Regions from separate parts of the Mus musculus genome. Here all the other regions are linked to region 7. The links are chromatin contacts, called in public HiCAR-type, HiChIP or PLAC-seq and promoter capture Hi-C maps. All regions are on one chromosome and are shown on one strand. The core of a region is the stretch at or near the end of the contact, and the rest is flanking DNA. Distances in the headings are between cores, read along the strand shown. Region 1 holds the start of Ppa2 (pyrophosphatase (inorganic) 2). Region 2 holds the start of Eif4e (eukaryotic translation initiation factor 4E). Region 3 holds the start of Trmt10a (tRNA methyltransferase 10A). Region 4 holds the start of Metap1 (methionyl aminopeptidase 1). Region 5 holds the start of Dapp1 (dual adaptor for phosphotyrosine and 3-phosphoinositides 1). Region 6 holds the start of Adh5 (alcohol dehydrogenase 5 (class III), chi polypeptide). Region 7 holds the start of Nfkb1 (nuclear factor of kappa light polypeptide gene enhancer in B cells 1, p105).

The links. Promoter capture Hi-C pulls out the DNA fragments that hold promoters and counts their contacts. HiCAR-type assays count read pairs that join an accessible place to other places. HiChIP or PLAC-seq counts read pairs in DNA pulled down with a chosen protein or histone mark.
Region 1: a promoter capture Hi-C map of pre-B cells shows a contact between it and region 7, with 4 times the contacts expected there. The contact joins the promoter of Ppa2 here to the promoter of Nfkb1 in region 7. A contact is called at or near these places in 2 of 39 promoter capture datasets (hippocampal neurons and pre-B cells) and 2 of 115 datasets of contacts at active chromatin or transcription factors (astrocytes and large pre-B cells).
Region 2: a promoter capture Hi-C map of liver shows a contact between it and region 7, with 2.7 times the contacts expected there. The contact joins the promoter of Eif4e here to the promoter of Nfkb1 in region 7. A contact is called at or near these places in 3 of 39 promoter capture datasets (liver and pre-B cells), 1 of 115 datasets of contacts at active chromatin or transcription factors (embryonic hindbrain) and 1 of 9 other capture datasets (adipose tissue).
Region 3: a HiCAR-type map of astrocytes shows a contact between it and region 7, with 6 times the contacts expected there. The contact joins the promoter of Trmt10a here to the promoter of Nfkb1 in region 7. A contact is called at or near these places in 8 of 39 promoter capture datasets (cranial neural crest, embryonic stem cells, frontonasal cranial neural crest and 4 more), 2 of 115 datasets of contacts at active chromatin or transcription factors (astrocytes and embryonic stem cells) and 1 of 9 other capture datasets (liver).
Region 4: a contact with region 7 is called in a promoter capture Hi-C map of pre-B cells. The contact joins the promoter of Metap1 here to the promoter of Nfkb1 in region 7. A contact is called at or near these places in 3 of 39 promoter capture datasets (cranial neural crest, liver and pre-B cells), 1 of 484 Hi-C or Micro-C datasets (liver) and 1 of 9 other capture datasets (adipose tissue).
Region 5: a contact with region 7 is called in an H3K27ac HiChIP or PLAC-seq map of bone marrow-derived dendritic cells, with 11 times the contacts expected there. The contact joins the promoter of Dapp1 here to the promoter of Nfkb1 in region 7. A contact is called at or near these places in 3 of 39 promoter capture datasets (the C10 cell line, hippocampal neurons and liver), 1 of 484 Hi-C or Micro-C datasets (spermatogonial stem cells), 4 of 115 datasets of contacts at active chromatin or transcription factors (bone marrow-derived dendritic cells, embryonic forebrain, pro-B cells and 1 more) and 1 of 9 other capture datasets (liver).
Region 6: a promoter capture Hi-C map of liver shows a contact between it and region 7, with 6 times the contacts expected there. The contact joins the promoter of Adh5 here to the promoter of Nfkb1 in region 7. A contact is called at or near these places in 4 of 39 promoter capture datasets (hippocampal neurons, liver and pre-B cells), 1 of 115 datasets of contacts at active chromatin or transcription factors (astrocytes) and 1 of 9 other capture datasets (liver).

The regions. Positions count from the first base shown.
Region 1 is chr3:133,308,388-133,312,027 of GRCm38.p6, forward strand. It overlaps Ppa2 (pyrophosphatase (inorganic) 2), which reads left to right and starts at 1,723. Exons shown (of 12, transcript NM_146141.2): 1 at 1,723-1,894. The coding sequence starts at 1,753.
Region 2 is chr3:138,524,474-138,528,577 of GRCm38.p6, forward strand. It overlaps Eif4e (eukaryotic translation initiation factor 4E), which reads left to right and starts at 1,718. Exons shown (of 8, transcript NM_007917.4): 1 at 1,718-1,821; 2 at 2,795-2,841. The coding sequence starts at 2,824. Mir1956 (microRNA 1956) reads left to right here and starts at 1,948; the gene lies at 1,948-2,012.
Region 3 is chr3:138,141,468-138,145,665 of GRCm38.p6, forward strand. Trmt10a (tRNA methyltransferase 10A) reads left to right here and starts at 1,981. Exons shown (of 8, transcript NM_175389.5): 1 at 1,981-2,129. It also overlaps a transcript of Mttp not described here.
Region 4 is chr3:138,487,711-138,491,358 of GRCm38.p6, forward strand. Metap1 (methionyl aminopeptidase 1) reads right to left here and starts at 1,672. Exons shown (of 11, transcript NM_175224.4): 1 at 1,548-1,672. The coding sequence starts at 1,661. Gm32553 (a long non-coding RNA gene) reads right to left here and starts at 351. Exons shown (of 2, transcript XR_001784010.2): 1 at 1-351.
Region 5 is chr3:137,980,266-137,984,301 of GRCm38.p6, forward strand. Dapp1 (dual adaptor for phosphotyrosine and 3-phosphoinositides 1) reads right to left here and starts at 1,284. Exons shown (of 9, transcript NM_011932.3): 1 at 1,054-1,284. The coding sequence starts at 1,154. The region is part of intron 2 of Gm19708 (a long non-coding RNA gene); the gene reads left to right.
Region 6 is chr3:138,440,627-138,444,628 of GRCm38.p6, forward strand. Adh5 (alcohol dehydrogenase 5 (class III), chi polypeptide) reads left to right here and starts at 2,467. Exons shown (of 9, transcript NM_007410.3): 1 at 2,467-2,567. The coding sequence starts at 2,556.
Region 7 is chr3:135,689,867-135,694,085 of GRCm38.p6, forward strand. Nfkb1 (nuclear factor of kappa light polypeptide gene enhancer in B cells 1, p105) reads right to left here and starts at 1,681. Exons shown (of 25, transcript NM_008689.2): 1 at 1,257-1,681.

The sequences.
Region 1 (3,640 bases), core at 473-2,972, 2.4 Mb before region 7:
AAAGGAAAGCATTTAATTGAGAGTAGCTTGCAGTTTTAGAGGTTCAGTCCATTATTACTATGGAAGGAAATATGGCAGCATGCAGGCAGCCATACTAGACAAGCTGAGAGTTCTACATCTTGATTGGAAGGCAGTCAGGAGGAGACTGTGTTCCACACTGGGCGGAGCTTGGATACAGGAGACCTCAAAGCCAGGCCCCCACAGTGATACACTTCCTCCAACAAGACCACACCTCCTAATAGTGCCACTCCCTATGTAATTCAAACACATAAGTCTATGGGGGCCTTACCTATTCAAACCCCCACACTTGCTACATGATAGTGACAGATGTCCACAGAGGAAATTCAGCGAGTTAGGTTCCAAATGTCTACATTTGAAATGGACAACTATTGTTGAATAAATATCTTCAGAAATTTGTATTTTAAAATTAACCAGTAAGCCAACTTTGTTCTCATAACATGTATTGTATATTCGGTTTTGATCCACAGGTATTTCAGTAAATTATAGAAAATGAAAGATGAGATTTTATATGTTCAAAATCAAGCCATTTCTTTTTAATGCCATAAAGTAATATGTTCCTAAATCACATACCCGGAATTTGATGCTAATTTTAAGAATCTAGACTATTAGACAGCCCAGAACCTTGTTTCAGTAGGAATTTCTTTCTCAAATATCCAATATTTGAAGTTTAGGTGAAATTTTAAGCTTTCTTTTTTTAACATAGGCAGAATCATATAAATCAATGAAATAAACGCAGGAAGGAAATGTTTCCATTTTTTATAGGACAACTTAGCTTGCAACTCCGCCTAATCATGTTGACGTGTTACAAAGCCACTAATGTCAAAATTTTTTAGAGACTAGGCTAAGCAATGTCTAAGTGGCTAGTGGCACCTCTAAGAGATCCTTTCTGAAACCTGGGTAAAACCAGTTTGGGTTTTAACTGTCACAATTTAGATGCAGAAAGAACCCAGTAGGTGAGGATGTGAGCCTTGCTCACAGTTGGAGCAGAAACTGGTAGAGGTCCGGAAGACCATTCCAGTGAGGTCTTCCCAATCAACTGGTCTACAGAAAAGGGCAATGGTTGGTTCCTTCCTTAGAACCACAGCTCCCGTTGTTACTGGACCAGACTGCAAAGACTGCTGTTGTAACTAGTTGTGGCCACCGGACCAGACAGAAATACTTGTGAAGTATGCAATTGCAGAGAAGTTAAAAGTTACCTGTACTTGGGTTAAATATTAAAGGGCCTTATGGAGGAAGTGGCGTTTGAGGGAATTACAGATTTAGGATAAATCTGTGTCAGATGTCTTCACAAGGACGCTCGATCATTATACATTATAGTCGTGTGTGTGTGTGTGTGTGTGTGTGTATGTGTGTGCGCGCGCGCGCGCGTGTGTGTACACTCCCTCCTTCCGGCTTGGATGTTCCTTTAGAAATTTCTGGAGGTATGCATGCAACCAAGTGCTACATTAATGTAATCAAAGTCTGACCGCAGACACTGACAGTGTGTGAGTGGGTGCGTGGTGGTGAATTCCTGGGGCTTCTAAGGTCCTTGTCTTGATGGTCTTCGGCCTCTGAGGGCTTGTGGAGCAAAGTGGAGAGGTAGGTGGCCCCAGGAATGCAGAAGAGGGTGGGACTTGATGCCACTTGAGGCCGACCGCGGGGAGGCAGTGCGGGCTCCGGGCGGCAGGGGGCGCCGTCGAGCGGCCGCGCCGGGCCCAGCACCGACCCTGCGGTTCTCGCAGACCGTCCGCCATGCGCGCGCTGCTGCCGCTGCTGAGCGTCGGCCGAGGGTGGCGCGTGGGGGCCGCCGCCCGCCCTCCGCGCCGCGTCATGTCCCTGTACCGCACGGAGGAGCTGGGCCATCCCCGCTCGCAGGACTACCGCCTGTTCTTCAGTAAGTCGTTCGCCCAGCTCCGCGCCGGCCGGCGGAGGGGCCGCGGCGCCGTGCCCTGCCCTGCCTTGCTCTGCCCGGCCGGGTCCGCAGCCCGCGCCCAAGCCCGCTGCGGAGGGGACCGGTCTCGGTGCGCAGGGTGGCGCGGGGCCAACCGCCCTCTGCAGCGACCGCAGCCGGCCCGCGGCGCTGAGCTCCTCCCGCTGACCTCCGCGCCGTGGCCCGCCGCTCGCCCGCGCCGCCTCCTGGGCGCTGCTAAGCCCATCCGCCTCCGTACGGCCGCAGAACTTTGGGGACCGGGGTCTTCACTCCGAAAGCGAGTTTGCCTGCGACCGCGACCTTGCTGTCAGCGCAGGCGTACAGGCAGGGAGGAAGTGGGAGGAGAATGTGAGCCAGGCGCTGGGATAGGCTTGTGTGCACAACGCCATCACGAAACCTTTTGTTTGGTAAGGTTAACTTAAAAACAGCAACAGTCAACTGAGTTTTTAACCTAAAAGTTTGCACCCTGAATGCCATCCACAAGCAGGAGATTGGCCGGCGTTCTGGCGAGAATGTGGTGCCTTTTCTTGCCCTGTACGTTGAGCAAAACCTAGAAAGAGGGCCGTCTGGGCTGCCCTGGGCTGACGCCAAAGACAGAAAAGCTCCTGGCCACTTTCCTTTTTCTTTTCACTCTGTAGGTCTCGTTAACAATCGCGTGAAAATAGCCACGTAGATGGGTTGCTTTCAGGCCTCCTTTACTTAATACCAGGTAGCGGAGCGGTTGCAATGTCAAGGCTTGTGCACACCTCTTAGGAGGTTCCGCCCTGAAGAGGTGAAGCTAAATCTTGTTCCGAGACCCCCATGCTGGATGAGTGTCTTAACTTGCTAAGTATTAGAATTTTTTTCCCCTATAAGATAGGGCTGCAGAAGCGGCTATGTATGTTCAAAGAAGTCACCGGACTTATAGTATAACTTGAAATCATTAATAACTGTACTTTGATTTTTACAGTTACTTTTCTGGAGCTGAAGGTTGAAGATTATTTTGTGATAAAGGAGCAAACCTAGCTTAAACTCTTTTTTTTTTTTTTTTTTTGTATTATTTTGAGACAGGGCCTCACTGGGCAGCCCTGGGCAGCTTGGAACTCACAGTAGTACACCTCCCTCTGTCTCCTGGATTGAACACATGGGGCACTTCGAATGGCAAACTCTTGTCATTGTAATAAATCTTATAATAAATAGTTTCTTCACAATTAGTTTCTGTTTGCTCCTCTACAAGAGACCCTGTCTTGTTTCTTGTTGAGGCGAGATGGATTTAGGTCTTTTAAAAGAGGGTGTGTACACAACCGGATCCTGGGTAGACAACAGTCTCCAAACAAGAGCAACCATAAAAATAAAACAACAGAAGGAAGGGAAGCCCTTAATATGTGTGCTCATTTCTGAATGGGTTATATTCCCAAAGTTACAATGTAACAGCCACTGGGAGTGTTTTCCAGAAGAGATGCTGTTATATAATGGCAGAAAGCCCAAGCAGAAAAGCCTGTGGGTATAATACGGTGGACGTGTCTTGGGTTTTCAATAAGTGCAGTAATATGTCATGAATGTCTCCTATCAGAAACACAGTAGTCTTTCTACGGTGACAGAATTAATGGAATAACAGTAAATTGAGACGCTGCATGGGGTTTATGGAGCCCCACTTTACCCCTGACTACTGGCGCAGGCAAACACAGGTTCTTTGTGCACAGGTGCATGCCAGCAGTATGACGTCTTGAT
Region 2 (4,104 bases), core at 468-2,967, 2.8 Mb after region 7:
AACTATAAAGAATGGGGCGAGCCAGGCAGTGGTGGCACACGCCTTTAATCCCAGCACTTGGGAGGCAGATGAATTTCTGAGTTCGAGGCCGGCGTGGTCTACAGAGTGAGTTCCAGGACAGCCAGGGCTACAGAGAGAAACCCTGTCTCGAAAAACCAAAAAAACCAAAAAACAAAAAAAACAAAAAAAAAAAACAAAAAAAAAACTGTAAAAGCGCAAGTCTTTGTGGGAACACAGGGGTACTAGGAAGTAGATCCTGAGTCTTTTTTTGTTCTGTTTGTTTTTTTTCTGAGACAGGGTTTCTCTGTGTAGCCCTGGCTGTCCTGGAACTCACTCTGTAGACCAGGCTGGCCTCAAACTCAGAAATCCACCTGCCTCTGCCTCCTGAGTGCTGGGATTAAAGGTGTGTGCCACCACGCCCGGCTGGATCCTGAATCTTAAGCAAGCTAGGCAAACATTCTACCCCTGAGTTATACCTGTAGCCCAAAATATGAGTCTTCACTGACAACAGAGGAAGAAGGTTAAAAAAAAAAAAACAATCAAATGTCATTTTAAACAAAAACTTTATATTGGTGGTTTTCAGGCTTGTCAGGATACTTTCTTGCCAATGGATTGGTTTGTGCTGTAACCAACCCTGAAGCTCAAAACAGGATATTTAGGTTGTCTTTTTCCTTTCTTTGGATAGAGATTCTCCTGTTTCTTTGGGTGGCCTAGAACTTGCCATGTCACTGAATTTAAAGTCCTGATCCTCCAGCATGCTGGGTTTATGTGGTGTTGGGGGGAATCTAGGCTGGATGAACACTCTATCAACTGAGCTACAACTCAGCACCCTAATGCTGTCTTCTCATAGAAATTAACCAGACATCACTTTACAGACAACAGAAAATAAGGGGTCAATTATAATTACTTTGGTTAGTGTTAACAGATTTGTACATAGAAATTCACCTATGTGTTTAGTTCATAGAGCTATGTCTACTTGAGAATCTACTCACGCCAACTTAAACAGAAGCTTTCGTTTAAAATCACTTCTGCCATCCTGGTAAACAAAAACACGAGCAGGCACTGGCTTTGAGTTCTTACACAGCCTCAATTATGTGTTAGTCAACCCAAGCATCCATTATGTACTCAATAATAGCTATGACACAGCTCTGGACAACAGCAATGCCATGGAGAGGCAGACACGAGATAGCCTGCTTACACTGCTTTTCCTGGCGGTAACATTTTTAAGCTGCGTGGAAGCCATGAGATCCTGGCTCCCTCATTAGGAACTTTACCCAACAGTGCTTTGACGGCCTGGTAACTTAGAAGAAAATGTAGCATGCCAGTTCTGTTTGTTAGTTGTTATGAACATAAGTTCATGAACACGAAGTTTCTGTTGAGAGCAGCTACATTCCCTTTAAAACTGCATCGGTGTACGCAACAAAGTAAAGAAAAGAAAATTTTAAGACACTGTTAAGGCTTGGGGATATAGCTCAGTTGGTAGAGTGCTTGCCTAGCGCTCAGGAAGCCCTGAGTTCCATCCCTATCTCAGCAAAAAAGTGCTCTCCCAACCCACCCCCACGCCCAGCACGCGCCAGTAATCCCGATACTTTGTGGGGGGGAGGTGGAAGCAGGAGGATCGACAGTTCAAGGCCATCCTCCCCTATACCTCAAGTTCAAGGCCATCCTGCGCTTCAAAAGACCCAGGGTCAAGAAGCAAGATTGCTAAAACAGCAGCGGAGGCGGAGGGAGCTGGTCCTTAAGGAAGGCACGCGCTTGCTTCTAGATTCCGAAGCGTTTTCAAAGCTGGTTACAGTCCTTACCACAGCACACCCTTGTGAGGTAAGTGTATTATCATCTTTGGTTCATAAATGAAAAAGTTGAGGCACTGAGCGTATTAAGTCACTCGCCTAAGGAGTATGAGTCAACGTCAAGAGTCATAGTTGACCCGGTTTAACGACTCCTGACCTTCAGTCCAGGGCTGAGTCAGCGGAGCCCCGAGTGGCTTCCCTGGCTGGCACCTGGACGTAGGCTATTTCCGTCCACGTCCAAGCAGAATACTGGAACCGATTGGACAGAACTTCCAAACTTTCACGTCCAGCAAGATTCACCCCTGACGCCTTCATCTCAGGACTGGGAACAGGAAAAGCCGACGCGTGCACTCCCCTTCCCCAAACGAGTGAGAGGGTACCGTGGGGCAAGCCCGCCCACCCGCTTGGGCAGCGATGGTAGCAAGGGACCACCCGCGTTAGTGGACCGGGGACTGGGGAGACGCAGACCACATCAACGACTCTCCATCGCCGCCTCTTTCAGAAACCAAGAGAAAATGGTGGGAGGCGAAAAGAAAAACTAAATAAAAAGCAACTTGTCTTAGGACCTCAGCTAAGCAAATGAAGCCTTCTTGCGTGTGCTGAGCCTGCAGTTCTCAACCTTCTAGGAAAGATGGGAGGACTGGGCGACAGAAGGCACAGCAGGAATGCCCCGCAGTGAGTGCAACCGGAGCTCTGCCCGCTGCCCAGCAGAGGCCTAAATCCAACTCGGCAGGAAGCGCCCGCGGCGCCGGGAGCCACGCACCCTCGCCAGCGACCACGTGATCACTTTTTTTTTTTTTGGAAGAAAAAAAAAAACTTCTTGCCTTAAGAAAAAAAAAAAAAAAAAAAAAAAAAAAGACTCCACTTCCCAGAAGCCTCTCCTTCCCCAAGCAGCTGCAGTCTTGCGCAGGCGCCGCTAGGGCCAAACGGACACGTCCGTCACGTGGGCAGGAGCCGGCCAATCCGGTTTGAATCTCATTTTTTTCCTCTCGCCCCCCCTTCAGGAGCGGTTGTGCGATCAGATCGATCTAAGATGGCGACTGTGGAACCGGTGAGTATTGCCTTCGGCCCCCACCCCCGAGCTCCCCGCGCTCCGGCTTCCTCCGCTCAGGGACTCCCGCAGGACGGCGTTACCGGCGCGCACGGCGCCTCCCGCCGCGTCCGGTCCCTGCCCGCCCCCGGCCTGACCTTCGGCGGGCAGCCTCGGCGCCGGGAGGCTGGCGGCGGCAGCGTGGAGCGCACACGCCGTGTGGGGGCCCGGGCACCGGGGCGGTGGGGGGAGGGGCGCCGCGCGGGGCCGCGATGCGGCGGGCGGAGGGCGGCTCGGGACACGGGCGCGGGGATCGGCGTGGGGTCCCGGGGTCTCGGGGGGGCGTGGGGCGGGCGGCTCCTAGCGGGCACCGTGGCTGGTGGGCGGCGAGCCGGCCCGAGAGAGCCGGAGAGGGAGCCCGAGGCAGCGGCGCCTCGCCGTCGCCGGCGACCCGCCGCCGGGGGTCCTCGTGCGGGCCGCGCTCTGGAGCTGCGGAGGAGGGTGGGCTGGCGGAGCCCACCGGTGGGCGCGCGGGAGCTGGGCGGGCGCGTCCCGCGGGGAGCCGGGGGCCGTGGCGTTGAGTAGGGGAGCATGCTCAGGGGTCGTGTCGCGCACCTCCCGGCGCCGGGGACAGGGGCCGGCTGAGGTGGGGATCACATTGTCCTGGCCCCTCCACGCCGGGACGGGGCTGTCATGGAGGAGGGAAGGGGGAGGAGCGAGGCCTACAGATCGCCGCCGCGGGTCGGCTGGCCGGAGACCTGCATTTCACACGCGCCGGGCTTTCCATTCATTCATCCTCGGGGCGCAGCGCGCACGCCTCCGAGGACCGGGTAGATTCTTCCGCTCTTAAGCCACCACCAGATCGTCTGGGAGATAGCCAACGAACACTTAATTTTAGAAATAGGAACTTTCAAGATTACCTTTTCTTAAATTAAAAGAAAAAACATTTTTTTTTAAAGCATGGTGGGGGCAGTGGCGCGAGCCGCGACTTGCGAGTGGAGGTCAGAGGACAGCTTTTAGAGTCCCGAGGATCGAGATTCAGGCGCTTTTCTCGAACCATCACTTAAGCTCATCAGCATTTGCTTTTCCATTTGATGTTTCCTTCTTAACTTTATACTGCTTCCCTCTTAATGAAAGCGCTATTTTGAAATTAATTGAAGCAAGATGCACATAGAGCATCACGGCGTAACTCCGGTAGCCCGAAGGTGGTGATTTTTTTTTTTTTTTTTTCTTCTGTCATGGTTTGGGTTTGCCAGCAGCTGGCTCACTGGCCATCCATCGCAG
Region 3 (4,198 bases), core at 731-3,230, 2.5 Mb after region 7:
CGCTCACAGACAGCCAACTACTGTTTCCTTTGTGATGAAATCATCTAAAACCTACTTCATTAGTATGAAAATAATATACGGTTCGTAGGTTACACATTTACTCTCTCGTGTGTTTATCTTACACGTTACTTCACTCTTCTTCCTGATAACTGCTGCTTTATCCCCTAAACCCAAACCTGTGTCTAACTCATTTCGCAGCACAGCGACTCCTAAGCCCATCCATACTTAGGCAGACTCCCCAGACTCCGCAGATATTCAAATCCAAGCTTGCTATGTTTGCTTAAAATCCAGTTTTCTTCTAGTATTCTCTAAATTACCCAATTAATAGAATTATATTTCTACCACTGTTCACATTAGAAAGCTGGGTAGAGCCCTTCTTCCTTACTCCACCACTGCTCATCAATGTGTAAAACCTTCACGTTTGGCTCTTTGCTTTCACTGCCCCCAGCTTTGAAATTCTTCATTTAAAAAAATGTTTACTTTCCAAGATGGAGCAAAATTACAAAATCTCCGACACTATGTGCTCAAGAAACATTCATGTCTTCCTTTCTATCTACAGGCATCTTAAGTATGTATTCACTTCTGGATCCTCTACTTCTTTGATGGAGACAATCATTTAGTCATTGCTGTACAAAATCCTAAGCCAAAGACAATGAACTGTCAACTGTGTTAAACAAGCCTGAGTTTTATAAATCAATGACTTCCTTACATCACAGGACTTTATCTTAAACTTTTATATGCTTCTTTGGCTAAACTGCAGTTTTTACTCGTACCTTTTTTTTTTTTTTTTTTTCATACTTTGGATTGATTCTGCAACCATGAGATCAAATAACCAAGTCAAATTTGGTCACATCATAAAAATGAGGATTTTTCTCCTAACTTAAAAACTCTTTTAGATATCAAGGATGCTAGGCATTACCTCTAAAACTGTACCGTTATTTTAAAGACAGATCCCATAAGGGCAACAGAACAGCTGCTGAAAGATCTGGCACACCACTCTGCCAGCCTGAATTTAATGACCTACATGTGAAGGGCTCCATATCCAGTTACTAACCCTCCCTCAGCTACTCTCTGCCCTGATACGGAGGCAGCCGAAAAAAGATGCCCTACTAACAGCTCATAAGTGGATTCACATTTTACTGCCAATGTTCAGTTAACAGAAATCTCTAAGATTTGAGAGATCCACAACACAGAGCATGTGATCCACATCTTTTTCCAAATAAAAACAGAGTTTAAAAAAGATCTCCCCCACACACTAAATTCAGAGACGATTCAGTTCATTTAAGAGCCTGTAACAAGTTCAAAAGGTCAAGCAACAAGAAAAATCTAATGATGGGTCTTTATTTGAAAAATAGTTTTTTATCTGCAAATTCTACAGATTCATCCATCAGAAAAGCCAAATTAAAACAAAACAACTACAAAAAGACCAACCTACCCAACTGTTTGGTTTTTCTTTTTCCCTCGGTTGACTTGGTCTATATTTAGCAAAAAGATTATATAAGGTCAAGTATTTACAAACGATGAAATATCACTAGTGTTTTGCAAAACAGCATAAACAAAACCTCAAAGGATGGACTGTAAAGTATTATGTTTTACTAAGGACATAAAAAGAAAACTTTAAAATTCCTAAGTTCGATGAATTTCTATTAAAAATTTCAGTTTACAATTTTTTCACTTATGAAAGACCATTGGTAACTTTCTTACATAAATTAGAAGTACGTTGGGCAATACTAGATCATCCTCTCAACGCAGAAAAAAATAAGAGCATTTCGTCTGTTTCGCATTTCAATTTCTTTCAGTGGGGCGATCTTCGCCTCGAGACCCGAGCTTACACAGGCCTGTGGGTAGAAATGCAACGCTTGACCGGGAAAAACGCCTCGCGGTAGCCACTAACCATTCCCGCAAAACCCAGGCCCAGACCCCGCCCCCTACAGGCTCCTCCTCTTTCTCCGGTTTGGAGTTAGCGCAGTCCGATGACGTAAGCCGTAAGTGCCGTAACCGGGCGCGCAACCACCGCCTCTGCCTCTGGGAGTTGAAGTTTCTGAAGGAGGACGACCGCGTGGAGCCGAGAACACTTCAGAAAGGCTTTCTAACCGCACCCCGGCGTTCCCCACCGGCCCCGCGGCACGGTAAATATGGCACTGCGGCTGTCGTGCCCCTGCCCGTTGGTATCCTTTCGGATGCCAAAGGAGCGTGAGCTACCCTAGCCTCCGCTGCAACCAAGGCTTCCGGAGTAGAGGGTGAGGGCCTGGGAAGTAGTTGCCGGTTTGCGGAGGAAGTGGCGTCAGGTGTGCGTTTTCCACGCCCCTCGCCACTCACGTGCCGTCTTCCAGAGTCGTGATTGGTCAGCTGCGGTTCGTTCGCGGGCGCAGGGCCCCGCTCGGGGCGTGCGCGCGCCCGGTTGTCGCCGCGGTGTGCGCTCCGGGTTTCTGTTGTTTAGGAGAGTCCCTACCGGAAGTGTGGCAGAAAGGAGCCATGTGGAGTCTCAGGGTAGCTTGTCGCAACGCTGCGTTGCGCCTAGAGGGCAGGCGAGCCGTTTTCCCTTCTTTTCCTCTTTTTCCTTCCCTGGGTCAGGCCGTCGCATGTAAGGGCGCCGAGGGGCAGTTGCTGCCCAGGCGGCTCGGCCTCGTGGTCAGCTGAGGATGAGGTTAAGATGGACGCGTTACCGGTTGCCACTGAAATATTTTGTGTTTAAAATGTGGTTGCGTGTCCGGAGATGTAAAATTACTCATTTAAAAAAAAAAAAAAAAAAAAGCTCTCCTGAGATTCCCTCCCAAGCCAGAACTCAAGCCAAAGGGACTTTGACAACTGAACAAAGGGCTATTGCTACTGCGGTACAGACCAACGCGTTTAAAAATAAAAAAAAATAAAATAACATAAAAATACCCTGAAGTAGGCATGTATTGATTTTAGAGTTACCGAAAAGAAAGCTTAAAGACTACGAGGGCCGTTTTAGTCGATTTGATAACAGCCGGGTTTTTGTCTTTGGCATTAAGTGACGTATGCTCTTCCCCACACCAGATAGTCTTTGTCAGTATTACTCAGTTTTGAGTTTTGTAATCCTGTCTGATAACTTATATCCAAGAATTAACCATCCAGGTTTTTTCTTTTTAAGATATGCTAAAGTAAAGTCTCAGAGTTGTTTTATCTTTCTGTAAAATGTTCTTAAATACTTGTTAGACTTGGATTAGTGGATTAAAATGTGCTTTAAGCATCACTGCTGGTCTGGGAGAAGCCTCAGACTCGCTGCCATAGAGATTCACCTCGTGACCCAAACTAAAGCCGTGTGTTCAAAAGTGCCGTGTTTTACATAATGCATCAAATTCTTACTCTATTACTTAGTAGACAGTCGGAGCGGAAGCTATCTTGGTGAAGTCTAGACAAAACAAGACAGCCAGCTAGTATTTTATCTGCATTCATGTATTTTATAAAATGAAACATATTTCATGTGTTGTTCAGTAGTCTGGCTTATTTAATCAAAGCTTAGGAAACACCCAGTACAGTGTTTCAAGAATTGATAAAACACATTAATGTTAGGACAAGCTCACGATAGGCTGCTCAAAGATGTTACTATTCTGTGATAGGTCAAGTTAAATTTAACTGGAGACATTTTAGATGTGAAAGACAAAGGCTCCCCCTGGTGTCAGAGAGCTGTAAAACACGGCTTTTGTAATTCTCACAGTTAAGGCAGCTCAACACTTCAAAATTTTGAACATAGAGAAACTACTGAAAAGTATTGCCACGGATAAATATTGCTTTGTTTCATAGGAATTTAGTACTAGAGACCAGAGGAGTTAGTAACTTTGAAATTACTCTCTTCGTTTTCTTTTAGAATTCTATGAAATCCCATATCTACTCAAGTTATCCTCTCGGTTTGGAATAAGTCAACTGAGTTTCAAGTTTCAGAGCTGTGCTCTCTTGAAAATATGTTTCATAAAATGTTTTCCTGTTAATTTCAATTTTGCTTTTAAGTTTGCATTACTGAGTCTTGTTTTTTCCACTATTCATGCCTTTGGGCATATACATTTTTGAGTTTTATTTAATGCCTTTAGAGCCATCTGTCAACAGTGTGCAGTAGCACTCTCCCTTCAGAATTCCCCCATCCTCAGGGTTTTAGGTTACTGGGAAGTTTTGGTGTTGGATCTGGGTTTGAGTAATAATACACAATTTCATCCCTTTAATCAGTATATTCTCTCTG
Region 4 (3,648 bases), core at 422-2,921, 2.8 Mb after region 7:
AGTCAGATGGCACACAATTTTCATAGCAAATTTTTGTTTTAAATCCAGATTCCACACAGAACTCACTAAGTTAAACTGGAAAACATTAAAGCCACAAGAGGCCCTGCACCAGGTTAATAGCTCCAAGGCTATTTTCAGGTCTCTCTCCTCCAAGTGCAAAGCTTGGAAAGTGATGTCAGCAAGGTCAAGGGTCATATACTCTCTAAAGGCAAGATCATACAATAGTGAAGGACTCTTGCAATGGTTTACTACAATTGCTAAGGCTTTTAATCATTGGCTTCATCTTATTTTATCTTTCCATCTATTTTATCTTAGAAAATAGTTGGTTTTGCTATTTTCATATAACTATTCTTCCCCCCACCCCACCCCCGCCCCCACCCCAGAACCCTGGCCGTCCTGGAACTTGCTTGTACACCAGGCTGACCTAGAACTGACAGATTTGCCTGCCTGACTCCCAAGTGCTGCGATTAAAGGCATGTATCACTTACCACTGGTGACATAATTATTCTTCTTCAACTTTATCTAGATACCAGCATTAAATTGTAGTGGAATCCTTTAAAAAACAAAACGTCTCTAAATGATAGGGCTACAGGGTCTTCCTTAATTTCATTGTCAGCACAATCTTGTACAATACAGAATGAAAGGTACCCTCATTCTCTCTGTATAGAGTAACACTGAAACTGGGGAACTTAAGTAATTTCACTTACTCAAGCTCTCAGAAAAACTAGCATGCCAAGGTCTTTGGCCTATTAACTCCCCTCTCCCAGGAACCTGTCAGTTTATTACCAACGTACTTATATTCTTCTCCTCAACAAATTGTAACTAAGAGCCTAATAACCATCTACTACTTGCCTTGCCATTATTCTGAGTCTAGAAACGCGATGGGACACAAATACTGTTCAATAAATACACACTTCTGTCAGGGCCCCACTCAGTGCTAGGTTTGCTCAGTTGCACAAAAACTACGTCGGAGCCTTGAAGCACAACCCCTGCGGGACTGTCCTTTCTACTCCAGGAACTTCAGTAACAGAAGTGACTCATCTCTTTACCTTACCGGTTCTCAAATTAATAATCTGAGATGCCAACGGAAAAGAATGAATTACACCGACCTCTCTCCACGCCTACACTCAAAGTTACTTAAATGTCAAAGCGCGGTAGTAAAACACAAAAGAAGTGAGACTGAAACAGCTCTCCTCTACGGGAGACTGCAGCCACCCCCAGGCCCCGGCAGGTCGCTTCCGTCTCCGTCCGGGATTGCAGAGACACCGGAGAGAAGCCCCGGGAGCGCGGCCAGCGGCGTCCAGACCCGACCCCGGCTCGGCGGAGGTCTTGGGCTACCGGCTCCCGCGCGTCCCTACCTGCGCACACACCTGGCCGCCCACGGGACCGCGGAGGCCTGGCCCGAACCCGCCGCAGGTCAGCTTCCGCCCCCGAGAGCGCCGGCGGCCGGGCTCCCGGCTCCCGAGGCCCGGGCCGCTCGGAGGCCCGAGCGGGAGGCGACAAGGCCCAGAGGCGGAGGACCGGAGGGGCGCGGGGTGGGCGGCTACCTGCGAGCAGAAGTACGAGCCCTGGATGCCCAGCTTGATGCAGGTGGGACACTGGAGCTTGGCCTCGCTGCTGCAGCCGTCCGTCTCGCACACCCGCGTCTCCACCGCCGCCATGCTGCCTGGCTGCCGGAGGAGGGAGGAACCGCCACAGGGCGGGGAGAGGGACCCAGCCGGGGAGGAGCTCCGATGGCAGGCCTAGGCGCCGGACCGGGAGGACCAGGGCCCGCCCCTACGCAGCGCGCCCCCGCCCCCCTCCGCGCACGCGCGGCCAGGGCCCCGCCCCTTAGCGCGCGCTCACCTGCTGCCCCGCCCCTCCCTCCGGTTCGGCCGACCCCCCGCCCTGACAGCCACGCCCTCTCCGCGCACGCGTAGTGGCGACCCGCCCGGCAGCCTTTACGCCGCCTCCCCTGCCCCGCCCCAAGGCTTGCGGTGGCGGCGACGCCACGTGGGGTCAGCGGAGATCCTACACCCCATGACGTTGGGACCCCGAGCGTGAAATTCTTGAGCCTTCGGTGTTTCATTCACTCGCAGGTGGTTGGGAAGGGCGTGGATTCCTCAGTTTGGTTCGCCGGGAGCTTCTTGGGGACTAATTCCCTTTTCTGAGTTCCGCTTCTCTCTGCCAGTGTTCTCCTCAAAATAAAAAAGAAAGAAAAAATTACGCTCATTCTTAAAAAAATATCAATGGACCGAGATGGGACTGAAATACGCTCTTCCTCATGTCTTTCCACACCCCGCTATTGAAATACATAGCGCTAGTAGCTGCCAGATAGTTCAATATCGATGATTTAAAATATATATATATTATCTGATTTTATAGTTTGAGCGAATTCCACCAATCAAGAATTGAGGGGGGTTAGCCGGGTAGTGGTAGCGCATGCCAAACTTTAAACCTAGCACTCAGATCTAGAGGCAGGCAGATCTCTCTGAGTTGGAGGCCAGCCTGGTCTACAGAGTAAGTTCTTGGATAGCCAGGGTTACCCATAGAAACCCTGTCTCAGAAAACAAACCAAAAGAGAAAAGAAAAGAAATGCGAGAATTAAAAGGCTCTAGAGTTTATCAGATACAACCCGGTAGCCTAAATCTTTCAAACACATAATCAGTAGACAACAACTGCCGTTTTCTATTTTTTTTTTTTGTTTGTTTGTTGCTAGAGGAATGCTGTGACTTTTAAAAAAATCTTTTCCACCTTAATACACCAGAAAAGCTCATGTTTTCTTGAATAACTTTTCCTGTATAACCAACCACTGTAAACTTTTAATAAAAATGTATACATTTAAGAAAATTAGTGACTGCATATGTGTATATGTTTGTATATGACATCTAACTGTATAAATCCCAGCTTCCTAAACTGTGGCTCTCAACTTCTAAATATGGAGTAACAAAATTTTTGGCAATAGTAAGCAGTTTTTGACAGCCTAACAACCAAAAGTTATTTCAGAATTAAACGCAACACTCAGCATGTGCATTGGACTTCTCTGCAGTCTGATCCTGCATCCACTGCACGTACACTCTGTATTGCGGGTGCTGTCACATAGGCAGTGACAAACACATCCTGGTTTCTTTACAGAAGACAGAGACATCTAGTATTCTTCTGTCATTCTTCATTATGTATCCAATCAGGTTGTCTTTGGATTGAGTTAGCCTCAATAGCAGCAATCCTATAGTGGCTAGAACTCTGCATAGAGAATTGAATATTTGCGTCCAGGCATTGCTGTTTTGAGTTACTGACTTTAATTTCATTTTGAAAAAGTTATTAAGTGGTCTTTGGTTTGGATTGAACAGAATTTCCAACAATTTTTTAAACAGACAAAAAGAGACTTCTGCTATTTGAACCATGAGAAACAGCGTTCTCAACATTGACAACTATAAATCAAGATACTAATCAAACCGGGCGTGGTGGCACACGCCTTTAATCCCAGCACTCAGGAGGCAGAGGCAGGCGGATCTCTGAGTTTGAGGCCAGCCTGGTCTACAGAGTGAGTTCCAGGACAGTCAGGGCTACACAGAGGAACCCTGTCTCGAAAAACCAAAAAAAAAAAAAAAAAGATACTAATCAACTATGAAAAACTAAAGATACTTTATGACCTATAGTGTCAAATAT
Region 5 (4,036 bases), core at 34-2,533, 2.3 Mb after region 7:
GGTCTGCCGAGTGGGTCCCAGGACTCAATCTCAGGCTTAGCCAGGCTTAGCCGCAAGCACCTCTACTTGCTGTGCCAGCATAGTGCCGTGAGAAATTTTACAGTAACACAATATAAAATGATACAATCTCTAGTGTAAACAGAAATTTCAACCCATTCTCAGAGGAGGATGGGGCCTCTGGCAGGTAGCTGTCTCAGCTTTGTTATTTCACTGATGTGACCGATAAGATGGGGTTTAAAACCCTTTCGTGTTTATTGCCATCCTATGCAAGGTGACAGTATGTCTTTATGTCATTGGGTGATGAGGAATTCCAGCCACTTAGGTAGACAACAGGTCCAGAGTCCTCTCTCTTGGGAAACACAAGCGTGTAGGTGCAAGGCTTTGTCTCCAAGGAAACCTCCTTTCTTGTCTGAGTAGCCCTTTTTTCTTTACTAAATGTCCGGATGAGCTGTGTCATCAGGGTCCCTTCTGATGAACTCTGATGATGTCACCTAACCTAAACCTGTCTATCTGAAGCCAGGCTGTTGTTATCTTGTGTCTAAAGGCTATGAAAGAGCTCCCATTGCTGTGTGAGAAGGAGGCACCGTAGAAACATGATTGTCGTACAAACTTCCTCATTCTTTTTCTTTTGAAAAAAAAAAAAAATCCCTCTTACTCACAGCCGTGTAGTCTTTCTGTTTATGGAACCAGTGACACAGTTCACTGCCAAGAGGTGCACTCAGAGTTCTTCCACCTCACTTTAATGATAAACTAGCCCAGTATCAAAGAAACAGACGATTGTATGCACACTCCCCAGCTGCTGAAGGATGCCCAAAAGTTGATTTTTTTTTTATCACATTCTCTCAGTGTAACTGTTCTCACTTTTAGAAAAATATCTTACACTTTTACAATGAATCAGCGCCCCCAGAAGGAAGTTCCTACAGGTCAATTAAACTGGCCAGGTAGACGACCATCAGGTGGCAGTGGGAAGAGACTCGAATCCTGGAAACACTGGTCAGAGCGGCGATTTTTCAAGGAACTGGGAAGTTGTACTCATCGAAAAAGCGCTCTTACCCCAAATCCTGGAGCAGGTCTGTGCCTCCATCTGCTCTGCCCCACAGCTCTGAGGGATCCTGGGTACTCATGTTCCCTCCTAGAAGTTCTGCTCTGCCCATAAGTTCCTTTGCTTCTGATGGCTGACTCCCCGCCAGGTGCTGTATGAAGAGAGAGATGGGATCGGCTGCTGCTGGACGCGCTGCTCCTCCTCGCTAAGGCAGGAGCCGGCTGGGGCTGAGTCTCTGGCTAGCAAGGAAGTGAAACTTGGTTGCTCCTCCCACACTGCCTCTGCCACCGTGGGCCTGAGGCATAGGCAGGGGTGTTCTGTCAGTCAGGAAGTGTGCTAACTAACCCCTCTGGCAGCAGAGCACCTCAGTCACCACAACGTATTGTCAAGTTAGATTTTGCCAAAGAAAACAGAAGGACCACCCGCCCAACCAGGATGGGGCGATTAGGTCAAACTCTTTCTAGGAGTCCAAACTGTAGCTTCTCCTTACCAGGGTTTGCCTGTAGTTTGGGGGGGGGGGCGGGGAGGGGGCTATGTGCACGCGCACACCCACCTCACACAGCGGCACAAGGAACACCGAGGAAGCTTCGACGTCAGATACATCTTCTGAAGGGGTTAAAAAAATTATAGGTAAACAACCAGTCCTGCTCTAACCTACTTTGTTTCTGGTACTGGCTCAGGATTTCTTTCCAATATTCCCTTGAGGTTTCTGTAGGGGAACACTTGTTTCTCTTATGGAAGAAGGTTTGGGGGCAGAGGCTGTCGCCAACATGCCCAAAGACCTGGGTTCCATCCCCGCACCCCATAAGATCCTGTAATCCCAGCACTCTAGAGGTAGGGGCAGAAAAGTCAGAAGTTCAAGGCTATCCTCATCTACTTGGTGAATTTGAGTCCAGCCTGGGCTATGTGAGTCCCTGTTTAAAAAACAAACAAGGCAAAGGACTGAGTAAGAAGGCAGAAGAAAGTTAAAGAACAGCATCTGTCGGGGGTGTACCCAGTAGGCTGAGCTACGCTGTCCGGGGGTGTACCCAGTAGGCTGAGCTACGCTGTCCGGGGGTGTACCCAGTAGGCTGAGCTACGCTGTCCGGGGGTGTACCCAGTAGGCTGAGCTACGCTGTCCGGGGTGTACCCAGTAGGCTGAGCTACGTACGCTGTTCGGGGTGTACCCAGTAGGCTGAGCTACGCTGTCCGGGGTGTACCCAGTAGGCTGAACTACCCTGGATGCAGTGGTGTTTAGACTCATAAAGAGGAAATTCCATCTGCCTGGATGTGTATCAGTGGATGGATAAAGAGCTCTCTCTCTGCATGTTCCCCCTCCAATATCCCAAGATGAACTAGGGTTCATCTGAGGGCTGTTCCATTTGGTATCCTAAAGAGACTGATAGAACGAAGACCTTGTTCTACACAGGCTGCCAATGTCTCCTTAGGAACCGTCCTCTCTTCTGTTTCCCAATGGTTCCTGGGACTCTGGCTTTCTCTGGTGAGAAAGTCCTCAGTGCCTAGAGGCAGTCCTGGGGAGAAGCAGCTCTGAGAACACACATATAACGAACCGGCACACACTGGCTGCTATAGTTCTCTCAGACAGAGGAATATAAAGTGTCGGGCAGTGGTGGCGCATGCCTTTAATTCCAGCACTTGGGAGTCAGAGGCAAGTGGATTTCTGAGTTCGAGGCCAGCCTGGTTTACAGAGTGAGTTCCAGGACAGCCAGGGCTATACAGATAAATAAATAAATAAATAAATAAATAAACAAACAAACAAACCAACCAAACTTAAAAAAAAGATAAAGTGCACGTCAACAGAAAGGGGGCAGGGAGGGCTCCAAATCACTGGGCAAGCCATGCAACAGGTCCCCTGCTCCTTCCTGCACATTTCTCCAGTGCTGGACTGTCCTTTTCATCCCATTTTAGCACATTTGGGGGGAGGGGGGGAGTCCCATTTCTCTTAATCTCTTCCCTTTCATTCTTTCTTTTTTCTTTCTTCTTTCTCTCTTCTCTCTCTCTCTCTCTCTCTCTCTCTCTCTTTCTTTCTTTCTTTCTTTCTTTCTAGAACAACCTAAGATGATTGACTGATTTCTTCCCTCCCTTCTTCCTTCCTTCCTTTTTTCTTCCCTTTTCCACCCCCCACCCCCCAGCCTGCCTCTCTTAACTTGCTTCCCATCTACTGCCTTCTCCTTTGAGAGCATCTTCCTGCTGGCTACTCGTAGGCTCCCCACCCTGTCCTCGCCTGCTCTCCACCTCTGCACCCAGCACTGTTCAGCACTCTCCGCCACAATGAAGAGTTGGTGTCTACAACGCTGGATGTGCATGAGAGCACCTAACAGCACACCTTATGTTAGGCCATTTATATGGTGCTTTTATCTCAGCTCTACTCTATTCGGTGCATATCAGTGCTTGGTCTGCTTTTATGCTTGTCTGTTGCCCACAGAAATTGGAAGAGATCCCCTCATTCCCCAGTACTGTAGGAACTGAATCACGGGCAGTTGTGAGCCACCGTGAGAGTGCTGAGAATCAAGCTGTGGTCTCCTGAAAGAGCAGTACCAGGGCTCTTAAATCCTGAGACATCTCTCTAATCCCTAAATGTTAATTGTTTTTTTTTTTTTTTTTATTAAGGAAACCAATTTTTGCTTTCAAATACCCTCTCAAGGTGTGTGTGTGTGTGTGTGTGTGTGTGTGTGTGTATCATTAAACAATTTTGGATTACCTTTTTTGTTGTTGTTGATTTTTTTCCCCTTTAGCAATGCTGGGGACTTAACCCAGGCCCTCATGAATTCTAGGCAAGCATTCTACCAATGAGTGATGTCTGGAATCATTGTGTGTGTGTTGTATGTGTTCACATATGGACAGCTATGTGGAAGCCTAAAGTTGATGTCAGGTACCTTTTTTGGTTATTCACCACTTTATTAACTAAGCAAGGTCTCGCTCTGAACCAGTTCTGATTAGTCTAGCCAGCCAGCTTGCCTTGGATTCCAGCCGCCTTCATGCCTGCCTGGATTC
Region 6 (4,002 bases), core at 1,217-3,716, 2.8 Mb after region 7:
GAGAAGGATCTTGGACAAGTCAAGGGAAGGGAAAAATGTAATCAGAATGTATTGTATGAAAAGTCTGTTTTCAACAAAGGAAAAACTAAAACGCACGGTCTGATCATTCCAGCACAGCTGTCACCTTCTGGGTCTGGTTTTGATGCTTGCCATGCTCATTCAAACTATGGTTTGCCTTGCTCTGTGCCTTGCAATTTTTTTTATTAAAAGACAGATATAATTTACTGAGTAAAAGGGGAAAATGTTCTACAGTTTTTAATTTTTTATTTTATCTGAGTCTTTAGGTGAGCTTATAAACTTTAGTTATTCTCAGGGGGTTTTTTTTGTTTTTTGTTTTTTGGGTTTTTTTGTTTTGTTTTGTTTTGTTTTTTTTGGTTTTTCCATACAGGGTTTCTCTGTGTAGCCCTGGCTGTCCTGGAACTCACTCTGTAGACCAGGCTGGCCTCGAACTCAGAAATCCACCTGGCTCTGCCTCCTGAGTGCTGGGATTAAAGGCATGCACCACCACGGCCGGCCTCAGGTGTTTTTTTTGGTTGGTTAGTTGGTTGGGTTTTTGTTTTGTTTTGTTTGGTTTGGTTTGGTTTGGTTTGGTTTGGTTTGGTTTGGTTTGGTTTGGTTTTGAATTCTCAGCCCCTTACAAGGAATAGGATTCTAGAACTAGAGAGGACTGAAGATGCCCATCTCCCTTCTCCCTGACTGGATGAGCACAGGGAAAACTCATGCTGAGTTAAGCCCTGGTCAAGTCATTTTTGAGGGCAAGCCTCCTTAAGAACACACATGTTTACATTGATACTACCTCTAGAGCAGTGGTCCCAGCCTCCCTAATGCTACAACCCTTTATACAGCTCCTCATATTGTGGTGACCCCAACCATAATTATCTCATTGCTACTTCATAACTATCATCTGGTTGTTATGAATCGTAATGAAAATATCTCATGTTCAGGATACCTGATACGTGATCCCTATGAAAGGATCATTCGACCCCCAGAAGGGTCATGACCCACACGTGACAAACACTGCTCTAAAGGAAACAGTAGGAAAATTTTTCTCCCTCCTTCCCTGAAAAATCGTGAAAATAAACTTCTCAAAGTATGAGAATACTCCACTCCACATGACTGCATCCTCCGTCGTTTACAAAAGTCAGACTAAACTACAAAGTGCCTACAGCAATAGGTCAATCACTCTTCAGTTTCTGGCCCTAGTACTGCTTCTTGCAATGATGAATTTCTAGTCTGATGGATTGTGATTCTCTGTATTCCTGTTTCTGTTTCGGGGGGCAGCAGCTCTCCCTGCGTGACTTCACTTCTGTAAGAATTATGAATTCCTCAACTTGTTCAACTTCTTACAGGAGTATAACTTATAATATCCACATGTGGTGGTTTGACTGGAAATGGCTTGTATATTTGAATATTTTAATCACCAGACACTGGAATCATTTAAAAGGATTAGGAGGCACGAATACAAGATTAGTTTTAAGTAAGTTGGGTTTTAAGCACTGAGATACCCTAATACACACTGGCTTGGTACTTCAAGCCTGGAGTTTAGGAACACTACCCTGACTGGAGACAGACTATGGTGATCATCCTATTAATTATATACGTTAAAAGCCAGGGTGTGAGTTAGTGTGAAGTGAGAGAAGGGCTTTGAACAGTACCGTGGAGAATGTCAACCCTTAAAGTGTGTAATCAGGAAATGAGCCATGAAAAAGACAAAATGCGGTGTTTTAGTGGGTACATTTCAACACAAGCAGCATTTGGGATTACATCAGCAAATACAGCAGCCTCTGTCTCCACATAGTTGGTCCACTCTTAAAAGGGGCCCACTCTGCTCCCTCGGTTCCCTTCCTGAAAACTTCTCTCCGTGTCCGATGGTCCCTGAAATCCCAGGACCTGGTCGTAACCTGCTGAAATCCGAGGTCGGGCTGTTGCTAGGATGGGCACCTCTCCCTCTAGTGTTCCTTCAAAGCCCTTGAGGGCCGCAGTGTTGACTCGTCCTGGACCCAGACCCGCAAAACAAGGGGCTGCATTAGCTCGCTAGCGCATGCAACCCGCAAATCAGTAGCTCGCTAGCTAGCGCGTGCAAGCCCGGGAAGAGGGGGGCGGGGGGACCGCGGACAGGGACACACGGAAGGCGTGGCTTGTTCTACACGTGCTTTCCCACACGTGTTACCACACGCTATATTTCTCTCACGTCTAACGTACAAAGACTGCACGAAAATTAGACAAGGAAATACCACAGAGATGCTTTGCAGGGGCTCAGTTGAGCCAGCCTGGAATAAAGCGCTTCACGGCCCCAAAACTACTGCCTCCCCAGCAACGGAGCGCAGTAGCCGAAACTCAGGCTCCGAAACGCGGGCCCCGCCCTTCCGGTATTAGGCCCGCCTCCCAGCCGAGTCCCGCCCTACGCACAGCCACCTCCTCCCGCCCTCACGTACGCCCCGCCTACATCGAAGGCCCGCCTCCCGCGCACAGCCCCTCCCCTCACGCACGGTCCAGCCCTCACCCGGGTTCCGCTACACTCGTGAACCTTAGCGCTCGATCCCGAACTAGCGGCCATGGCGAACCAGGTATGGAGGCGCGCGGTGGGCCGGAGCAGAGGAGGGGAACGCCCGGGTGGCCCGCTGCCGCCCGCCGGGGAAGGCGAGCGCAGCCGCAGCGAGGGCATGGAGGCTTTGTTTCGGCGCCGCGCTTGGAGAGCAGCTCTGCTTTCTGCTCTGCTCCGCCGGAGCCCGGTGGGCTGAGGCCCGCGCCCGTCACGCGGGACGGAAGAACTTGCCCGGGTCGCGCCCGGGTTGCAGGATCAGATTTGGAGCGCGGGCCGTGCTCAAAACTCCCAAGCAAAGTTAGGCCCTTCCTTCGACCTTGGCTTTCTACGTGCAGCACGGTGTACCTGTTTTTTTCAAATCACGTTATTTGACTTTCAAGTCCATCTCCAGTAAACCCAGTGAGTGGCTTGCAACCTTTATTCTGTCAACACATTTCATAAGCGTCAAGTGAACTGATCAAAACCCAGCATTTCTCACTAGGTTTGGTTCCGTGGTTAAGAAGGTCTGTACTGAGTGTAATCGCTCTAGTAGCTCATTGCTTTAGATGCGCGATATAAATTTCATATGGAATTGTAAACTTTACAGAGCCACATAAAATTAATTCTAATGGTATGTTTACCCAACCTGATACTCGCAATATTATTTCCACGTTATAAGTATTTTTAAATTGAGATATTCTTCACTCTTCTAAGCTTTCAAATTTTTACATCATACCTGATTTCAGTTCACACTTGTCCTTTATCTATAGTGTTCAATAGCCACCTGTGGCAAATGGCTAATGCATTAGTTAGCACAGTTATAAGAGATGGTTATAGTATTTTTACCCCCATTTGGATATTTCTTAGGATCCTTTCCACTGGGAAGTATTGCACTAAAGTGATGCTATATAAGCCATCCCAAGGAAAAGATAATTAGGTCGCATAATACTAAGCTTGAATACTAACCTTGAATTACTTGCCAAACCTAGTGAAAGACTCTGGGTGGGATTTTGCTTGGCTTGTCCATTGTTGTGCTAGGACTCAAATCCAAGGCCTTGTGCATTCAAGGCACATGCTCTACCATTGAGCTACACCCCAGCTTGGGACATGTATTCCATAGTCTTCTTTCCTTTTCTTTCTTTCCTCCTCTTCTTCTTCCTTTTCCTCCTCCTCCTCCATCTCTTCCCCACCTCCCACCCTCCTTTAAGATGTGTGTGTGTGTGCCTGTGTGTGTGTATATGCATGCAGGAGCCTGTGGAAGCCAGGGGGTGGCACAGATCCTCTGGAACTAGAATTACAGGTAGCTGTGAGAGTGTAGATGCATAGGACTGAACCTGGAGTTTTCTGCAAGAGCAGTAGGTGGGTGCTCTTAACCACTGAGCCATCTCTTCAGCCCTTTGATTTTATATATATGTATACACAATTTAAATATAAATAATATATATGCACATATTTGTTGTCCTGGTTGATGGTGGTTT
Region 7 (4,219 bases), core at 431-2,930:
ATATTTTTTTCGTGCATCAAACAGCAAGAGGTTCCATCTCTAGAAAGCGCAATATTAAAATCAGGGGGAAAAAAACCCACTTCAGCAAGGACCTTACTTTAATCAAGTTTCTCTTTTTAAGGTCTGACGAACATTAATGCATTTTTTTTTTGCCACCCAAGAACAATCAGCTGAAGAGTCCTCTAGAAAGCCACCCAACTCTATCACCATCTCCATCTTTAGTACTAACCACCAGTCTGAGCCCCAGTATTTGATGCCATAGCCATCAAATGTTAATAAACACCACAAGTTGTTCTCAGCCCTAAAACAACAAAAATTTTAGTTAAATATGCTTACTTAGAAAGCTGCAGTGTTGGCCTTTACTTTTAAAAGTTCATTAAAAAAACAAAACAGATTAAATCTAGATGATGAAATCTTTTTATCATTTGTCCCACTTAAGTTTTAGACTCGACCCATAAACAGAGCCAAGATTGGTGTCTGTCTCAGAAGACCGAAGGAAGCCTACATGTAGCAGAGGCGTCATGTTTGTATCGTTTTCTGTTTTGGAGGTCAGGCACAAAACATGGTGCCATTATCCTAGAGTTTCCCCGTAATCAAAAGTCTGAAAGGTGCTATTAGTAGGTAATTTCTCTCTCAAATGCCAGCCCTGGAGAATCGGTGTGAGGCCCTCCTTATTATTTTGAAAATCAAAGTTGAGATTTGGCAGCTGAATGCATGATATGTGTGTGTATGGGGAGGGGGGGGTGTCTATCTCAGATTGGTAAGTGGGCCCCAGGTTCTCCCGAGGGACTGATTCTTAGGAGCTGGGAAGGGCTTTGCCAGCCAGGAGGACTGACAGGCACTTCTGCTTTCATTTCACTGACCGCCCTTTGGTGAAATCTGGCTGTGCACTGCACCAAGCACCTTTCTATCTGTCCTAGGCCGGTGGCGGACCTCAGCCTGGCCGCCACCACCCCACCCCAACCCCGCCGCAGGGGCTTGGGTACATCTTTCTAAAACTTTGCAAGAGTTCCTCTCCGCTTCCCGTTCCCGCCCGCGGAGACGCCGAGGGCCCCGCCAGCCGGCCCGCAAGGCCTCGGGGCCGCCCAGTGCGGATGTGCCCTTTCCCCGCAGCCGGGGCCGCTCGATCCGCGACTCCTGCTTGGGGCTCTCCCCTAGTCCCCCCCCGAACCCCGGGAGCTTCGAGCCAGTGGGACCCGCTGCACCGTGGTGCGGAGAGCTGGCGGCTCCGTTCCTCTACCTGCCCCGGGGCTTACCCTGGAGATGCGGCGCGGCCTCTCCTCGCCTGCGGGCTCCCGCTGCGGAGCGGCGCGGACCGGCGGGAGCCCGAGCCGGGTCGGGGCGCGGGCGGGCGGGCGGGCGGCTCAGCGGCGCGCCATGGCTGCGGCGCGGGCGGAGAAGCGCGGGGCGGGCCGGGCGCGGCGGGGCCCTGAGCTCCGGCCTGCGCTGCTAGAGCCGGCCCGCGAGCAGGCCGAGGGCGGCGGCGGCGGCGGCGGCGGCGGCAGGCCGGGGGCGCGCAGGGCACGGGAAGCCGTCAGCGCGCAGCCGGGCTGCTCGGGTGGCGAAACCTCCTCTTCCTGCCCGGCTCGCCTCGGTACTTCTCTCTCGTCCTCTCTCGCTCACTCTCTCACTTCCTGGCTGGAAATTCCCACTGACGTCGAGAGAGAGCAGACAGACGGACGGACCCACGCGCGCGCGCACAGCGGGGGCGGGAGGTGGGGTCGCCTCCGGGGGTGGGGGAAGCCCGCGCGCCCCGACCCGGCGCCCCGAACCCCAAGCCCCGCGGCGGCCGCGACGCCCCCGGGAGGCGCCCGCAGCCCAAGGGCAGGCCCGGACAGCTGGAGGCCACGGGAGACCGGCCTGGTCCCCACGCGCTGGGCACAAAAGTCAATCTCATCTGCTTGTTCCCTCCTCTGGGGGTCTCGGCTACACTCAGATCGCTCCATAGAGCGGACAGGAATTTCGAGATCGTAGCTGAGGTTCTCTCCAGAGAACCATGAATTTATATTGGGTCTGGATGAAGTCTTCAATCCGCTCGATTATTTCAGCCACAGCGCATTGTCCGGCCTGTGTGATCATCGCTGTGGATGGAATTAGAGCGACAGTGAGACCCGCAGTGTTGGTTCACAGCTCATAAATCCTTATCCGGCTCAAGGGAGGTTATTTTTCTGGAGAGGCCTCCCACTGATGACCGTTTGCGAGCATTTGAGCGTCTTTATTCTTTGGGCAAAGTGCCTCCATGGGCCAGGAATGACAGCCTGGGGCTAGGTAGCTCCCAAGTGAGTTTTGACTTAAACCTATTTTAGAGTTCGGGGGTCTCACTACTGAGTTCAAGTGGAAATACAACTTTGAAAGGCCAGGGATCAATCAGGTAGTGAGCATGCAGTTTTATTTTGGTACTTAACCCTCCGCTCAGCGTTCCACTTATGAAGTTATAAAAAACCCTCTCAGTGGGATGTTGTTGAGGGAAACACAGGTGCCCCCCCCCACACTGTATATTAGAGAGTCTTTAAGTGACCTTAAAGAGCCCTGTAATCAACCTTAAAGCTATATCATTAAATTGTAGAGACCGTTTTGCCATCTAGAGTTCAGAGGCTTCCTATAGATGGAAGACAACGATGGTTGTTATTATTTATGGGACATTAGAAATTGTAACCTACGGGCCTGGGAAATGACTCAACAGAGTGGTCGTTGGGATCTTTAGCATTCCTGCAGGTGGGGGTATCTGTAACCTCAGCGGACAGTTGGACCTGGAACTCATTGGATAACTAACAAAGCCAAGCGCTGAGTGACAGAAAGTGACAAACACAGACCTCTGTGAGAGAGAGTGGGGGTGGGGGGGACAGAGGGAGGGGGAGGGGGAGAGGGCAAGAACTGTGTCCTTGTTACTATTTAGCACATTGCTATATAGTATATAAAATGATTCTTTTCCCTGATGATATAAATACAAAGCCTGAAAGCTCTGGTGAAACAACAAAGTATAAAGTGTTTGTCTTTCCTCTGAGGACTAGGTGGGATGGGGAAAACTCTACAGTCTGCAAGGTGGGGCAGTCCCATTGTCAAAGGCACATAAATAAGACTGTTACAAAGGTAGAGGCAATGGGATATACTACTAGAACACAAGTTGAAGACTGTTCATCAGCAAGAAGTATCTAGTTAAACTTCAAGCTCCAAATGATCCCATGGGATATACCTAAAACAGAAGCCTGTGTGGGAAGCAGGTAGACTAGGCTCCTATGTCTGTGGCAACAGAAACCAATGTCAGGGATTTGTTCCTTCACAGTCCTTGCTGCAAGAGGTCTGACATTCAGATGTGGTTGCCAAGGCCACACTCCACAGAAATCCTTTGCCTGGCCCCTGCCTCTGGTGGCTGCGGCAATGCCTGCCCTCTTAGGCTTGGCTGCAGCATTTCAGTCGTGCTTCATTATCGTGTCAACCCCTTCCCTGTGCTTCCTCTCATCTGGATCCAAAGAGACCTGCCTTTCTTTTATTTAAAAGATTTATTTTAAATTCTCTCTCTCACTCTGTGTGTGTGTGTGTGTGTGTGTGTGTGTGTGTGTGTGTGTGTGTGTGTCTGAGTGTTACAGGTGCCTGTGCTACACAGGCACCTGTGTCTAAGCGTTGCAGGTACCTGTGTAGCACAGATCTCTGTGTGGCGCAGTTGTCTGTGTGGCACAGGTGTCTGTGTGGTAAAGGTGTCTGTGTGGCGCAGGTGTCTGTGTGGTAAAGGTGTCTGTGTGGCACAGGTGTCTGTGTGGCACAGGTGTCTGTGTGGCACAGGTGTCTGTGTGGTGAAGGTGTCTGTATGGTGCAGGTGTCTGTGTGGCACAGGTATCTGTATGGTGAAGATGTCTGTGTGGTGCAGGTGTCTGTGTGGTGCAGGTGTCTATGTGGCGCAGGTGTCTATGTGGCACAGGTTTCTATGTGGCACAGGTTTCTATGTGGCACAGGTGTCTGTGTGGCACAGGTGTCTATGTGGCACAGGTTTCTATGTGGCACAGGTGTCTGTGTGGCACAGGTGTCTGTGTGGCACAGGTGTCTATGTGGCACAGGTGTCTGTGTGGCACAGGTATCTGTGTGATCCAGACAAATCATCAGCTCACCTGGAGCTAGCATTGCAGGTGGGTGTGAGACACCCAGCATGGGTGCTGGTAACCCAGTGTGAGTCCTCAAGCAAAAGTAATAGGTCTTCTTACCTTCTGAGCCATCCCAGCCCATA